Linked DNA regions of Zea mays: regions 2 and 3 are each linked to region 1. A link is a contact called in public Hi-C data. All regions are on one chromosome and are shown on one strand. The core of a region is the stretch at or near the end of the contact, and the rest is flanking DNA. Distances in the headings are between cores, read along the strand shown. Region 1 holds the start of LOC100281926 (augmenter of liver regeneration). Region 2 holds the start of LOC100285938. Region 3 overlaps LOC103632043 (CASP-like protein 5A2).

Region 1 (4,972 bases), core at 1,793-4,292:
AAAACGAATTTAAAGCTTATTTTTTATGAATAAACTCAATGCTAAAAACAAGAATATAAATTTATATAGCTATCATATTTATTCGCAATTGAAAAAAGATCAGATATTTAACATCCTAATAAGTATATGGATCCATCCTAGTAGAAGTGTCATCAGCATCTTGTTTTCCAGAATTCTATATAGAAAGGAGTACACTTCTGACTCCTGTGATACAGAAATTTAAGTATTAGAAAGGACGACACATCTTCCTACCCTCGAAAGGGGAGTACACTTCTGACTCCTGTGATATTATAAAAAAACTGCTCAGACATAAGACGGTTGCACAAAAATGAAAATCTGCACGGACTGGTATGGGTTATGGAAGAGTCGTCAGACATCAGACTAGGCATAGACAAGTACAAATATCACGAGACATTCATATCTTTTACTACAACGGTCCAACGCCAAAGATACAGAAGCATATGGACGCCCTGCTATGTCAGCACGGAGTCCTGAATTCTCTTTCTTATCTCCCTGGTATTGCTCAAGTGCTCATCAATGAGTGGTATTGAAATGAAATCATCTACGGGTAGAAAGTTCAAGCGATTTCTTGGCCATGTCATCGGTTTGGCATGATGTCGATGCTGCCTTCTAGATCACACGAGCGCTCAGGACAATCCAGTTTACCCCAACGTGCAGTTACTCTTTGGCAGGGAAATATTGGCTTCCCAAGGCTGCAAGAAAAAACACAGACCGATCAGATAGGAAATACATAAGAACAAGCTCGTCAGGGGATTCCAGAAGCTCAAGATTCTGCAAATCATGGTATTAGAATGGAAACATCCACACTTATGAACATATACTGACATACCCCTTATTGTAGGAGTAAAAGGGTGTGCCTCAGTTTTCCTCTTTTTGGCCCTGAGACCTTACTTTTCCTATGATTCTATATAAACATATTCAACACTTGCAATGCCTTAGAGGATTTCAAAGGCAACAATAAACAACTGCACAAAGTTGGCTGTATGGACTCACCTTCGATTAACCACGTTATGGACATAACATAACCACTGGGAGAAATCAGCCTGAGATCCTGCCTGCACAGGATTTGCTCTACAGAAGTACAACACAGTTAAGTCAGTTTAGTTTTCAAGAATTATTGCTATCACTGAACTATGATATATTCAGCCTGATGAATGAGAGGGCTGTCCTCTACATAAACTTTCAGATAACCAAAAGTTAGATAAAATAACACGCAACTCAGCCATGTTTCCGTATCAGATATTAACAACATGAACCTTCACAAATATAAACACAAACAATCATTGTGATTCATTGTTATATTCAAGTCATCAATAGATGAGCATGTAAAGAGCTTACACATTCCTTATTAAAAAAAAAGAGCTTACTCACCCTGTGCATCATATGGACAAAAAACTGTGTAAACACTTAATAAATAGGTGTATACTGTATCAGGCTACCAGCCAAACCCATGACTTCAGAGCACCAGAAACTAAGATTCATGCACAGATCTCAAACTGCAGAAAGTAGCAAGAGTTCGTAGCTAATATGTGCTATTTTGCATCATATTATAAAGCAGCAAACTGTCAAGGGAACCATGTGACCACTTCACAGAGAGAATACTTGTAAGTTGTAACACAAAGAAACATCAAGGAATCAAGCAATTAAAATTGATATTACAAGTATTTATCCAAGTTGTTGGTGAGAAATGCTTACTTCAAAACTTCCTTGAAGTGATCAGCACATTCTTTGCAAGGATATAGTCTCGAGATTATATGCATCTGAGCAGCGACCAGCAGTAATGTTATTTTTGTGTGCATATCAAGCAATAAAAATGTTTGACGTAGAGAAAGTACAAACTTTCAGGGGAAAAAATGTTTCCATTTGTCTTGTGAACATGCTAAGTCTAATTACTCTGGTGGTCCAGTTCCAGTCCCTCCTAAAAAATGTTTTCAGCTTACTATTCCTGATGGATTTAGTGGTAGTCTGATAACACATAGTTTATGATTTTTTTTTCTTTCTAAATTTGCCATTAGAAGCATGCTAGACCATGTGCACCTCACACTAACCCGCCTAAGTTGGGAATAAGAAAGATAATAAAGGATTAGAGTGTCACCCATGGAAGATTTTATAAATGTACTCAGATCATGAAAGTTATTCTCTGTAATTTTCAGGAAGTAGCTACCAGCGTTTTCACATTTACAAATTGTGATATCTAGTACTAAACCATGAGAGTAAATTACAGTTGCAGAAAGTCTTCAAACCTCTTCACAACAACATTTTGGTTTCCCAAGTCCCAGGTATTCAAATTATAAAGAAAGTTAATAGGGTTGTCTCGTGCGCTTACCAACTCCTTTGCATCCCGTCTTTGTTGCCTCGTAGGTTCGTCAGGGAACTGAAAGCAAGTCACATAGTTGATGAGATCCAAACGAAAATCAAATATATATATATAAAAATCAGTCTCTGCCCACATCCCACAAGTATACTAATCAATCTTTGTAATAGTAAATGTGCTATGGTACATGGATAGCATTTTTCTCTCCATTGCATTTTGATCATTCTGTAACGTGAGACAGTATAATAGCATTGTCAGATTAAGGCAAATGCTAAGCTAGTTTTGTGCTTCATTAAGCTACTCAGTACAGTAATAGATCGAGCTCGAGCACCTGCGCTGCGATGGTGTGAAGCAGCATCCACGTGGCCCGGCCGACCTCCTCCTTCGTCAGTGGCGCCTCCTTGGCATCCTTCTTCTCCTGCGCATTCACTCGAAACCCTCACCAATCACCTCCCCCCATCAAACCACACAGAAGACGACATCGGATTCGGAGCGGAGGACGGAGAAAAACGACTTGCCTTCCGGACCTCCGGTTGCGGTGGTGCCGGCGAAGGCGGGGAGAGGGAGAGCGCTAGAAGGGGGCGGAGGCGGTGGTCGTCGAGCCCGGCGTCGGGGGCGATGAGGATGTGGCGGGAGAAAGCGGCGACGGTCTGGAGGACGGGCGCCAGCGGATTCCAGCCCGTCAGTGGCATCGAGGTGGTGGCCGCGGGCTCGCGTGCGTGTGGTGGGGACCCGGGGTAGCAAGCGCAATCCTGCGAAAGGCGGTGGATTGGTGGATGGATGAGGCGGGGTGCGCGTGGCGACGCCGGCCGAGGCGGGGTGCGAAGGAAGGAAGCACAGTAAAATCGGTGGGAAAAAATTCAGTGGGTGCCATACTGTTTCTTTTTCCAAATCGGTGGACGTGACCACGTGGGCCGTGTTTGTTTCAGGTTTTAAAACGAAGGGCATCAATTTAAAAAACCCTTTATATTCTGACCGTCAGAAACCGATGTGAACTATAAAATATCATCTTTTCGCTCTGTTTTTATAATGATCATTTCGATAAAAATCCGTTCAAAATTAATATAAAGTTATAGCGATAATAGAAATCCATTAATTTTTATATTATAAACTCTATGAGTTTCTTCGTCTTCTTTAGCATATAATTCTAATAATACTTAGATTCTCTTTAATTCTAAAAAAACTCGTCAAAAAAGCTAAAACAAACTGCGCGTGATCATGGGATCTCATGCGAAAGGCAAGTTGTTGTCGTCGTCATCGTCTTCACATTTCCTTTGATCCGGCAATGTTCACTCCCTTTCAGCAGAGTAGAAATACTTGTGCAAACATTGTTGCAGTTTGTTGGATTTCCTTCGTAATGACCCTGATTACATGCTTTGTCGCACTGTGTTCAGATGAGATGTCTGTCTTCTCGGCAAGCCAAAAGCGTGTCTCGGTTGAATTTGTTGGCACAGACAAAGTTCAGGAGAAGCTAAACAACTTCAATGAGTTGACCTGTGCATCGGCTTTGTACATAGGATTGAGCTCAATCAGAGCACTGTATGACCTTAGGGGTGGTAACGAGTGGTAATGGATCACAATCTAAATCTTTCTTCACAGTAAATTAGACACTTTAGTTTAAAAATAAATAAGAATAGAGTCTGATCCTAATCCAATCCAATACTTAAATTTTATAGCTCATTGCCACCTCTAGATGAACTAAAGAATTTGGTTCCAAGTAAATATTGTCTTATGAATTATCGTCGTCTTGTCAATTTGACTACTTTTTTTATTGCAGATAAGCCACACTGTGTGTAGCGATTGGACCAGATGTGACCGTCGGAGAAACTGTTGGAGAGCATACAGTCCATAGCAAATCGATCAATTGGAGCCAGCTAGTCAGCCCTCGTTGTTGAGGATGGACGAACAGGGAAAGATTCTGCATCTATGGAACGTCCTTATTCTTCACCATCACAGCGAAGAGCACGTCGGTGCCGTGGATGCTGCGAGCCATCATCGGCTACGTGGAACAATCTTGCTGGCAGGCAACAGCTTCATGCTTGCCTGCTGGTACCTGATTTAGGGGGTGTTTGGTTTGTAGGGACTAAACATTAGTCCCTCTATTTTATTCTATTTTAGTTCATAAATTGTTAAAATAGAGAAACTAAAATAGAGTTTTAGTTTCTATATTTAGTAATTTAGGGACTAAAATGGAATAAAATTGAGGGACTAATAATTAGTCCCTAGAAACCAAACACCCCCTTAGGTAGTTGTGCTTAATTTGGTGCCCATCATTTGTTACCATGTTTAATTTAATTTTAAGCCGTTTTAATTAGCTCACAATGTATCTTTCTTTTCTTTTTCTTGTGAATCATAATGTAGTTTTTTTTTCTGTTTTCATATGTGGTTCCAGTCGAAGGTTGTCAAGGTATATCCGTACAAATATTGGTCATTCATGGCAATATGCTTGGTTGGAGGGTTTCAGACAACACTTGCTGGAGTCTTTTACTTCGGAGGGACAAGAACACCTAGAATATAGTATAGGATATAAACCTTCTGACCATGGTCTACTCAGTAATTTGTCTCTACGTTTTTTTACAATAAGCACTGATGATAACTTGTCGTGCAAACAGTTATAGTTTCGAGATGAGTGGCAAT
Region 2 (4,972 bases), core at 788-3,287, 200 kb after region 1:
CGTGTGTGTCCTGCAACACAAGCTCAGCAAATTATCAGCTGGTGTAGGTAAGAACTGTGGTGATCATGTACCAAATGAGATCTTCCTGTACTTGTAGACAGATGCAGATGCACATTGCACGGTTGAGCTCACCAGCGTTCGCAGCGACTTCTGCGCATAGAGCATGATGAGCGTGCCCAGAGCAATGCCCTTGAACCCCCTCGCCTTCATGGCAATTACGACTCTCTGGAACGTGTCAATCCGCAGCGACGTGAGCTCGTCAGCCAACCAATCATCGATGATGACCTTGGACGACGACACGTCCATGCCGTTACCGTTGGACATGCTGAACTGACTGTCGTTGCAGGTGAAGTAGGCGATGGCGTCGACGCACCTGCCGACGAGGTCCACCTCCTCGGACACCGGGAGGAGGTCCTCCGACCTCCGGAGCACGGTGACCGCGCCCGCGAGGCTCATCAGCGCCACGGCCTCCAGGTAGGCCTCGGTCCTGCCGGCCAGGTTCCCGCCCCTGCTGTCGTCGTCGGTCATCTGCAGGTGCTCGGCGGCGCACCGCAGCATGGCGACGTTGTCCTCCGTGAGCTCGAAGTTCTCGCCGTAGCAGAATTTGGTGACGAGCTCGAACGCCGCGGCGCCGCCCGGCAAGCCCGTGATGTCGATGTGGGTGACCCTGGAGCCATTGATCCCCGACACCTGCTCCCTTATGTAGCCGCACCTCGATGCCAACGGGAGCTGCACGCAGCAGCGTTCGCACCGCCAGTCAGAACCCAAGCTTTCTATACGATCCAAGAACACGCATGGAATGGAACTATGATACGGAAGCGCTGTGACGTGATTCATATATAGGAGGAGTATAGTATTTACCTTGTGCAAGTTGAAGGTCGCCTCCCCAACCTGGATGGTAATATCGCTTGGGAACTCTAGTGAAAGAATCCTGCAACAATCAAGCGAAGCAAAAGAGCCAGCCTCAAACTCCGCAAAACTTCATTTGCAGGGTTTGGCTAGAGCGAGCGGTTCAGCGGGTAAAAGACGTGAAGATCTGAAAGCACAGGTCACGTGTTGCTAGCTTAATGACGATAGCTGTTTGTTTTCAGTTCAAAATCGGACTGAACAAGCTATCAGCGCCGGTTACGGACACGAACTCATCGAATCAAATGCGAAACAGCAGCAGCAACATGCCAATTAATGAAAAGTAGAGCAAGGAGACGCAGCAGGGATGGTAGGAGAAGCTAGGAACGTATATACCACTCGCTGATTCTCCTCATCGCCGGCGTGTCGAGCCGGCGCTCCTCCATCTGGCGGCCCTCACAAAAGTCACCGAGCTCCTGTTCACCCCTCCCACACCACCCCTTCCCCCTGTGTCATCCCCCGGGCGACTTCGACGTCAGAGGAGATCGCGGCAGCGCGGAGCGAGTGACGCAGGTGCGCCAGCCTCTGGATCGCGCTCGCGCTCGCGCGGGAGCTGCCTGCCACACTGGCCTCGGCGGGCGGAACGGAAGCCAGGCCACACAATGGCGCCATCGCACGCCTGCCGTGGATGATGGATAAAACGAAGCGGGAGCCCCACCAATCTGGGGGGATTGTTCCTTTGGCGCGTAGCTGGAAAACACCTTGCCTCCAATTATCTGCCGTCGTTTTCCGTGGACTTCTCTTGCGTGGGGGTACTGAACCGTGCGTCACTTCGCTTCGTACGCTGGGTATGCCTGCACGCTCAGTATACATGCCAGATACAGATACGTGCAGCTCAGGTTTGGACTTTTCTTTTTGAGAAAGCTTGGGCTTGGACAACTTTTCCCTACAAGGATGATCTCGGTTCACGGCCCATTCAGTACAGGCCTAAGGCCCAGCGAAGCAGATCGGCCAAGATCTTGCGGGACTTGCCGGTTGCCGTCCCCGGTCCCCTTGAAGCTCCAACAGCCGGCCATGACTGGACTGGTCGACGTCGACGAAACTCCCAAACAAATACGCGTGCGACCACTGAAATTTCCAATCCAGCGCGGGCACCCGTCGCCGTCACCGTACGCTGGTCATGGGCTCTTGGCATCCGTCGTCCGTCCCACGCCACGCCACGCCACAGTGCCTCCTCGCAGCTTCATCCACTCGTCTCCCCTCCCCACACCAAAAAAACAAGCAAGGGTCAGCAGATAGCCGCATTAAAAGGAGGGAGGTCACGTAAACTTAATCCAATCCACCAAACCCCAAATCTCTGTCTCGCGCTGGCGCAGCGCAGGGCACCGCCACGCGCGCCTCATCCGGTACCGGCATGACGAGCGCCTCCGAGCTCTTCACCGCGCGCCGTGCCGCCCGTGGGGCCCGCCTCTCCGACCTCGACCTGGATCCGCACGCCGACGCGCTCCGGGACCAGCACGGACTTGGCGCCCGGCACCGGCGCCGCGGGTGCCGCCCGCGACGCCAGCTCGACGCCGCCGGGGACGTGCGGCAGCACCTGCACACCGGGGCCCCGCCACCGCGTCGCCGCGGGTCGTACACCGTGAGGATCCCTCGCCCCAGTCTCTCTCCCGATTGATTATTGTCGTATCCGTTGTGTTGTGGCTGGATCGGAGAATCTCCGGCGTTGGCTTATAGAATTCGTGGACGCTATTAGGATTCGGCTCCCGCGAAATTCAATGATGACCGGAAATGCCGATTTTAATATCATAATTACATAGCTCGGGAAATGGGTATCAATAGGGATTACGCACTTGCACTTGTTAGTGTGGAACTTTTGTTTTTGATAACATACTTGGGTTAAACTTCAACGATCTGATTGGTGAAATTGTACCGGATTGTAATCCTATCTGAGATTCTGAACCAAGCTTCTTTATCCTTCGAATTCTACTAGAAATAATTGATTCGTCATCCATGTAATTTGGTATTTGGGTTGTTGGCTATGTGTAGTTGTAACTTAAAACCATAAACAAACTGGTGCACACATTTGCCCTAGTGTTGTCTATAACCATATAGTCTATACCAAGTACCAACCCAGCTTCATTTCAGGAGTCCTGCCATGGGCTACCATTTTCATCCTCATTGTTTGTGATGTGCCATCAGATGAAATTATTTCTCTGTTTTGCTGTCTGCAGGATCAGATCTTATCGTACATAGACAACAACAACCTTGGGGTTGGGGATTCTGCAGCTCGGAGGAACAGACTTGATAGGCTGATGTTCAGGACAAATGAGCGGCTTCCTGGTGCTGTACTGCAAGCACAAGCGCGTGTCCTGGAGAGACTCAGAGGCATTTCTCTTGGTTCATCTGTGTCCAGGCCATCCATCTCATTAGATGAATTTTCAGCTAGCGATGTATTCAGAATCATCGACTTCAGAAACAGGGAAGCACGGCATGAAGAAAATCGGCACCACTCATCGTCGTTCCACCCAAGCAGTGAATCAGATGAAGAAAGACCAACCGTCGGTTCCACTCACTCCAACCGGTCAACCGGACTTACCAAGGCAGCTTTCCTGCGTCTGCAGGTCGAGATTTTTGAGGCTAGCAAAGATGATAGCAGAGAGGCATCGCCTGAATGTTCTATTTGCCTTGATGGATTTTACGATGGAGATGAGCTGATAAGGTTGCGCTGTGGGCACAGGTTCCACTCGACATGCTTGGAGCCATGGGCGCGGAAATGTGCAGACTGCCCATACTGTCGAACGAACATACGGTCACGATCCTGACGACAAACCCTTAGTTCAGAGTAAGCTTATAACCACCATGGAGTTTCACTGTTGTAAAATTCGCTGTTGTGGGCATGCCAGTTAATCCGGTGCTCCTATGGCGACATGTAATTTCTAATATCCTGAATATTTTGTGTTGTGTCACTCAGAGAGGTTTATGGTGTTGTGTGCGAGTGGAGGCTAGTAGCAGTATAGCTTAGAAAGCACCCTTTTGTGTGTATGTAGCGAGGGATCACGCAAATGATCCTGTACTACTAATGATAATGTTCTGATGTCTGAATTTCAGTTGTTACTGCATGCTTCTTGTTATGTAGGGCGAGGAACATGACTTCGCTATGATGCGGTTAAAAATGCTCTGCAAAATACTAGGCTGAAGGAGTCAATGTCAGTGTCACCAGCTTTTACATTTCTCTCTCTGAGCTGATTTCTTCCAAAAGCATCATCATTATTATTATTTTTTTCGAAAAACACTCTGAACTTATTTCTTATCCCTTTTTACATGAGATATGGAATTTGAAGCATTCAGTCGAGATCGATCTGTCCAACGCTACTACGCTAGCAGTTGGTCTGTTCTCGTCAACAAGCCGTCGCCTTGCCAATCGCTGTCGCTTCACCATGACAACATCGGCACATGGCGACGTGTCGGAGGGTTTGAGAGGCTCCAGCCCATTGTTCCGCGGCCTGAGCTTGATCTTGCTCGAGAGTCGTGAACCCTCGGGAGCTCAACATTTGCCGATCGCAAGGGGGTCAAGCAATGGGGTACGGTGGCTCCTACGGTCCTATCCTACCGGTGCTAGGGGAGAGCTTTGGTCCCGTGCTCCGCGGCTCCGCCAGCTGACGAGTGAGCTTCCTTTTGTTCGAGGCCATGCAGAAGCTGCCAGTTATTTATGCTACAGAAGCCGAATCATGATTTCTCATAAACACGAATCTGTAAGAGGACTCGACCAAAAATGGTTTCCTTCGGACTTCGGGGTTTGGAATACCAAAGATTGGTTGGGGGCTTTGACATTAGGATGCACAGTAAAGTGCTATAATCTTCACCGAATTTAGCCGTAATATGCAGGCTCAACACACACTGGCACCTTACAAGTCCAGCCGATTACTGCCGAGGGCTTCAACATTCTCCAATTTTAGTGTACAGGGTACAGACAAGGCTGCCAGGCACCTCATTCGGTTCTTGACAACACAAGCAGATACAGTAAAAGTAATTTTCTAGTGCCATTCACATTCCGATCAGAACCTATCCCCTATGGAGCTCTACAGTTCAGATGGCAACTCCTACAAAAAAAAAATGACACCCT
Region 3 (4,972 bases), core at 678-3,177, 140 kb after region 1:
TTTCTTAAGAATTATCATAAAAGTTATCTTGCTAATCACTGCTCCAATATGGAACATTTTTAATTCGTACAAGTACAGTATGACTCCTGAATCCTAAGAGGAAGGGATTTTTTTAATTGTCTTAAAACAAATATCTTCTTAGTTTAGTTAATATTTCTTCTTAGGCATGTAGGTATTTCCTGTTTGTTACTTATTTGATGATTAAGGACTGTAAAAAAACTAGAAATTGTTTTTTTTTCGTGGTGTCATTTTGTTATGCATCTTAATTTAATTTATTTTACTATGATCGTGGTTGGTACTTTTGCTGACTCAGAAAACAGGGACAGTGTTGGTGGGTCAAAATGACAATTTTACTGTGTTATTCTTCTTTTGTGGTTGTCGAAGCAAATTCATGTCTTCCGTATGCTGCATTCTGGCATAGTCAACTTCAAGCATTTCCAGCCTCATTATTTTAGTTTTGTTCTGTGTATAACAAACTGATGGTTTGCTCCTTTTGCCAGCTACTTAATTACAACAACCGTCTTGCAATGTGTGTGGAGCATTTCCATTCTAGCATAGTCAACTTCAAGCATTTCCAGCCTCATTATTTTAGTTTTTGTTTTGTGTATAACAAACTGATGGTTTGCTCCTTTTGCCAGCTACTTAATTACAACAACCGTCTTGCAATGTGTGTGGAGCCTTACGGTAGCTATTGTGGACATATATGCACTGCTTGTTAAGCGTTGTTTACGAAATCGTCGGGCTGTTACTCTCTTTTCCATTGGAGACGGGGTACGTAAAATATTGTACTTGTTCTTCATGGTGCTGTTAAAAATCTTTTAAGGGCTAGTTTGAGAACTCCAATTTTTCAAGGGATTTCTATTTTCATAAGGGAAAATGAACTAATTTCCTTTGGGAAAATGAGGTTCTCAAACTAGCCCTAAGTCAAACTTTCATAATATTTCTAATATTTACAGATAAGTTCTGTTGGACAAATTTTCAAGTCTACTCTGCAGTGACCTAACCACAACAAACAAAAAGTACCATATAACTGGGTCTCTGACACTCTTTTGACAATATAGTGATTTTCTGATGTAGAATATTAGATATGTAGCGCGAAGAAATCGAAATAAGTTGTCAGATCTTACAGTCGAATGAAATATTGCCTCTCACGAACCATAGATTTGCTTAGGGGAGCTAGGACCGCATTTATCTTCTGATTCAGTGTATTCTTATTTGACGGCAGATCACATGGCTAGTGTCCTTATCTGGAGCATGCGCTGCGGCAGGAATCACCGTCCTGATCGACGCAGATCTGATCATGTGCTCAGAGAACCCTTGTGCTAGTTTTCAGACTGCAGTGGCAATGGGGTTCATGTGCTGTTTCTCTCTCTTACCATCCTTTCTCCTGAACTTTTATTCGATCGCATCTAGTCACGGCTAGCTGAAAAGAAAGAGGAGGATAGAACCTGATATCGGAGCAGTTTGAGCATCCAATTGCGGTTTTAGTGACAACAGGATAGAGTGGCACAGCTGTTAGTGTTAGAATTGGAAGGTGAAATATGTGTATGGCTCACCATATCTAGTTTAACCTGTAAAAAAGAAATAGGGAACGGCCTGTTTGGCCGCAGCTGCATTACCTTGCAGTTCTATGTGGTACTACTATGTAAAATGCTTGAAAATGTTATAGTTTTAACGTGTCCTGACTCTTCAACCATGTATATTGCGAGTGAAGAGGATGGGAAATGGTGCTGAAGAATTTCGTAGCAGTTCATGGCAGGACTCACTTCCGTATTCTGTTGCAGCTGATCTGATCTTTGTGAAGGAGTATCTAAATTCTCGATTGTGGGACATGGCGATCTCACAATCAACCACAGGTCGTCTCAGGTGACTCGGGGGTGACACCCGCCGTTGTCGCTAAAACCTGACCAGGGCAGATCTCCGGCCGCTGCCGCTGCGCACAGACGAGTGCTGGTGGTGGCCCGCCAAAGCTCTAAACATGTACCACCGACCAATCTAATCCGACCTATCCCGAAAAAACCTGGACCCACTCTATCATTGTAACGAGTGGATATAAACCATAAATTTTGACCTGTAATAATTCACGGGTCAGATACGATTTATGAATTTTTACCCAAAACTCAATTAAATCGAAAACCCAACCAAAGCCCAAAAAAATCAATCCAACCTAAAAAAGCCCGCCCTTACACGTCTAATAAGGTGGTATAGGCCAACCTAACCTAACACTAAATATAGATCGAATACGGACCATGCCACACAATCCATGACCCGACCTTCCGTCGACGTTCGAACAGGTCTAGCCTAAAAGGTTGCCTCTAGTTCCTCCCCCTCCTTTACCCTGTTCCCATCTCGCCCTGTTGCGTCCTCTCCGGTGCTGCTGCACGTGGCCGGAACCGCCATGACCTCACTCCAACACTTCCTCGCCATCAAACCGGTTGTCGGGAAAGGGGGGGGCAGGGAGTTGCTGGTGCCGAGGCGACCATCATGGATGAGGAGTCGTGGTACCTCGTTAGCAAGTACAAGAGACTCTCCGTAGGATGAAAATATATATTCATTCAGATACCAATTTTTTGTTCTTTTTCTTTGATTGCGAATAAAATAAGATATATAATTTGCTACGCAAATTCGTTTTCTTGATTTTAGCATTGATTGTGTAAATATGGCTGGGCTTGAGCTCATGGTCCTTGCTCGCACATGAGACAAAGTGGGAGTGGACGACGAGTCGATTGCCCCGTCGGCAATCCAATACCGCCCATGCCTCTTGCCTCCTCCGACCTTCATGAGGACATCCCCATCGATGTTCTCGGTCCTCAGATCGTAATCTGGCCCACGGACCTCCTGTGCCATGGCAGTGTACTCACTTAGCCGGTTGTAGACGGTGGGGTTGCTATACGCCTCAGGCCCGTCCTCTGGGTTGTAGGTGACGTCGGACGTCGCCTTGCCCTGTGGGCCATAGCATACGCCGAGAAGATGGAGCAAGGTTGGCCACCATGTGACGCCGACTGCAAGAAAACCAACGAGATAGTTAAAAATCATGTCTAATCCAGAGTTATATACCTAAATAAAAAGAGGGCGTACCCATGCTTCTGTATATTTGCCGATGCTGTGGCTACCTTATTGGTGGGAGGGACCTTGCATCATCAGACGTTGTTCCCGGCTAGCGTTGTGCACCTCGTCCCACTCAGGCGAGCACCACCTATCCACCATCTGCTGTCAGCACTTAGGATGCGCGACACACCAATAAGGAACCATCTACAAAGTAAAACAAGTACACTGCATATCAGCAGATAAAATTAAGCAAATTTTGTCATGAATATTAAAGTTCCGTATTTACCTGCAAGTACTGGTCCTGAGTCAACGACATGGTTCGAGCGTCCTGCTTGTCACCTTCTCCCCAAGGACGAAGCCGTGGTAACTGACGATGGCCTGGATTCGCGCCTCGTAGTGCATGTCCACGACGAGCTTCTTACAGCTCGTGGTGGCCACCACATCCGCCCTGGCCTCGTATCCAGCCTCGCATCTAAAGAAATCCTGCATATATACAGAGACTATATATGTATCCATACATTATTTCAAGAATGTGCAACGAATGCGACATATTTTACAATATAGAAAGATTTACCCACAACTCTTGATTCACCCGCTCCGCCTTGTTGTTGAATTCCCCGTCGTCTCGATCTACTGCATCGGGGGCGACGACGTAGTCGTCAAAGGTGTAGGCTGGGTCTGTCACTCCGGCGTACTCAACTAGTCCAGGGAAGTGTTCCCTGCATAGAAGGCCGAGGATGCCATTGGGGTTGCGGCTGTGACCCCCCCTGCATTCTCCACAACCTTCCAAGATATGTCCAAGTGATAAATAAAAAGTATTAGTTTATATTATGAATTTGAACACATAATATGAAAAAGCAGCGATGACATCTAAAGTTACATGCCTCTCCCCATCGGATCAAATCAGCGGCACCCTGTCATGAAGTATGGGACGTTGAGAGAGACTCGTGGGACCTCGCAAGTAGACGTTCCTCAAACCTGAGGCATCCCGCTGAGCGTCGTCATCGTCCTGCTGCACCGCATCGATTGCGACCTGCTACTCCACCTGTTGTTGGGCGTCGCCGTCCTGTTGTGCCTCCTCCACCGTCCTACGGGTGCTCCTCCCCCCTCCTCGTCCGCATCCCACCGCCCACCATCTTTGTCCAACAACCTGCAATTAAGAGTAAGCAAATAAGCACATATAAAAAATATGTATTTAGAAATATGTGCAAAATAAAAGAATATAGCATTACATCAATTAAAAATAATCTTCATATGTGTCGGCGTTAGCCGGATCATAAGTCTCATCATCACTATCAACCATTTCATACTCAACACCATCTGAAGACGCAAGTTCGTCATTAATGTCAATGCCTTCAAGGATTTCTAGGCCATTCTTGTTTTGCACCTCATCCTCCTCCTCATCAACAATCATTTCAATATCTACTTAAATTCCCATAGCTTCGGTTAAGTCTATCTCAAATCGCCCTTCTAGCCCATCTTCTTGAAAGAACTCTTCGTCATATGTGTCCGGATTTAAGTTATAATCTTCATCGTTTGGAACAAGTAATTTACCGTGCGCTGATAATATTCCTCGGTCATGTATAGACGCTAGATCCTAGGTATGATCAGAAGGTGGCGTAGGATTGTCACGGGGATGTCGAGCTATCTCTTCTGTACATCACCAGAGTCTTCCTCCACGAACCTAGACTATTTACACTTTGGACAGTACTTTGCCTCCACGTATGCTTTCCTAAATAGCACGCAGCCCTTCGACAATCATGTATCTACTCATACGTCATCTTGAGTGCTTGAAGAAGTTTCTGTGCCTCGTACATGCTCTTTGGTAGAACGTGAGCAGGATACTAATAACTATCAACAAACCATCGAATGCATCTCGATTCATGCTGTACTACGACTTGAACACCATTACACGTCCAATGGC

Evidence for each region. A called contact is a pair of places that touch in the nucleus more often than the background predicts.
Region 2: a contact with region 1 is called in a Hi-C map of bundle sheath, with 4 times the contacts expected there. The contact joins the promoter of LOC100285938 here to the promoter of LOC100281926 in region 1. A contact is called at or near these places in 16 of 25 Hi-C or Micro-C datasets (bundle sheath, ear, endosperm and 6 more) and 1 of 3 datasets of contacts at active chromatin or transcription factors (leaf).
Region 3: a contact with region 1 is called in a Hi-C map of ear, with 1.8 times the contacts expected there. The contact joins the enhancer-like site here to the promoter of LOC100281926 in region 1. A contact is called at or near these places in 8 of 25 Hi-C or Micro-C datasets (bundle sheath, ear, leaf and 1 more).

The regions. Positions count from the first base shown.
Region 1 is chr1:21,828,236-21,833,207 of Zm-B73-REFERENCE-NAM-5.0, reverse strand. LOC100281926 (augmenter of liver regeneration) reads right to left here and starts at 3,042. Exons shown (of 6, transcript NM_001154845.1): 1 at 2,854-3,042; 2 at 2,667-2,753; 3 at 2,348-2,395; 4 at 1,717-1,781; 5 at 1,015-1,092; 6 at 336-713. The coding sequence starts at 3,027. The coding sequence ends at 599.
Region 2 is chr1:21,624,342-21,629,313 of Zm-B73-REFERENCE-NAM-5.0, reverse strand. It overlaps LOC100285938, which reads right to left and starts at 2,037. Exons shown (of 5, transcript NM_001158827.2): 1 at 1,243-2,037; 2 at 862-931; 3 at 133-729; 4 at 1-10. The coding sequence starts at 1,292. It overlaps LOC100274167 (putative RING zinc finger domain superfamily protein), which reads left to right and starts at 2,001. Exons shown (of 2, transcript NM_001148542.1): 1 at 2,001-2,488; 2 at 3,081-3,962. The coding sequence starts at 2,261. The coding sequence ends at 3,671. It overlaps LOC103632029 (Syntaxin/t-SNARE family protein), which reads right to left. Exons shown (of 5, transcript XM_008653883.4): 5 at 4,680-4,972.
Region 3 is chr1:21,689,781-21,694,752 of Zm-B73-REFERENCE-NAM-5.0, reverse strand. It overlaps LOC103632043 (CASP-like protein 5A2), which reads left to right. Exons shown (of 3, transcript NM_001397150.1): 2 at 639-771; 3 at 1,226-1,700. The coding sequence ends at 1,423. Among protein-coding and RNA genes, the nearest start is that of LOC103632043, 19 kb to the left of the region's middle. Within about 2 kb of position 1,927, at least 8 of the 20 cell types and tissues checked have an H3K27ac peak or open chromatin away from gene starts, as enhancers often do. A contact at or near this core is called in ear, where this site is marked.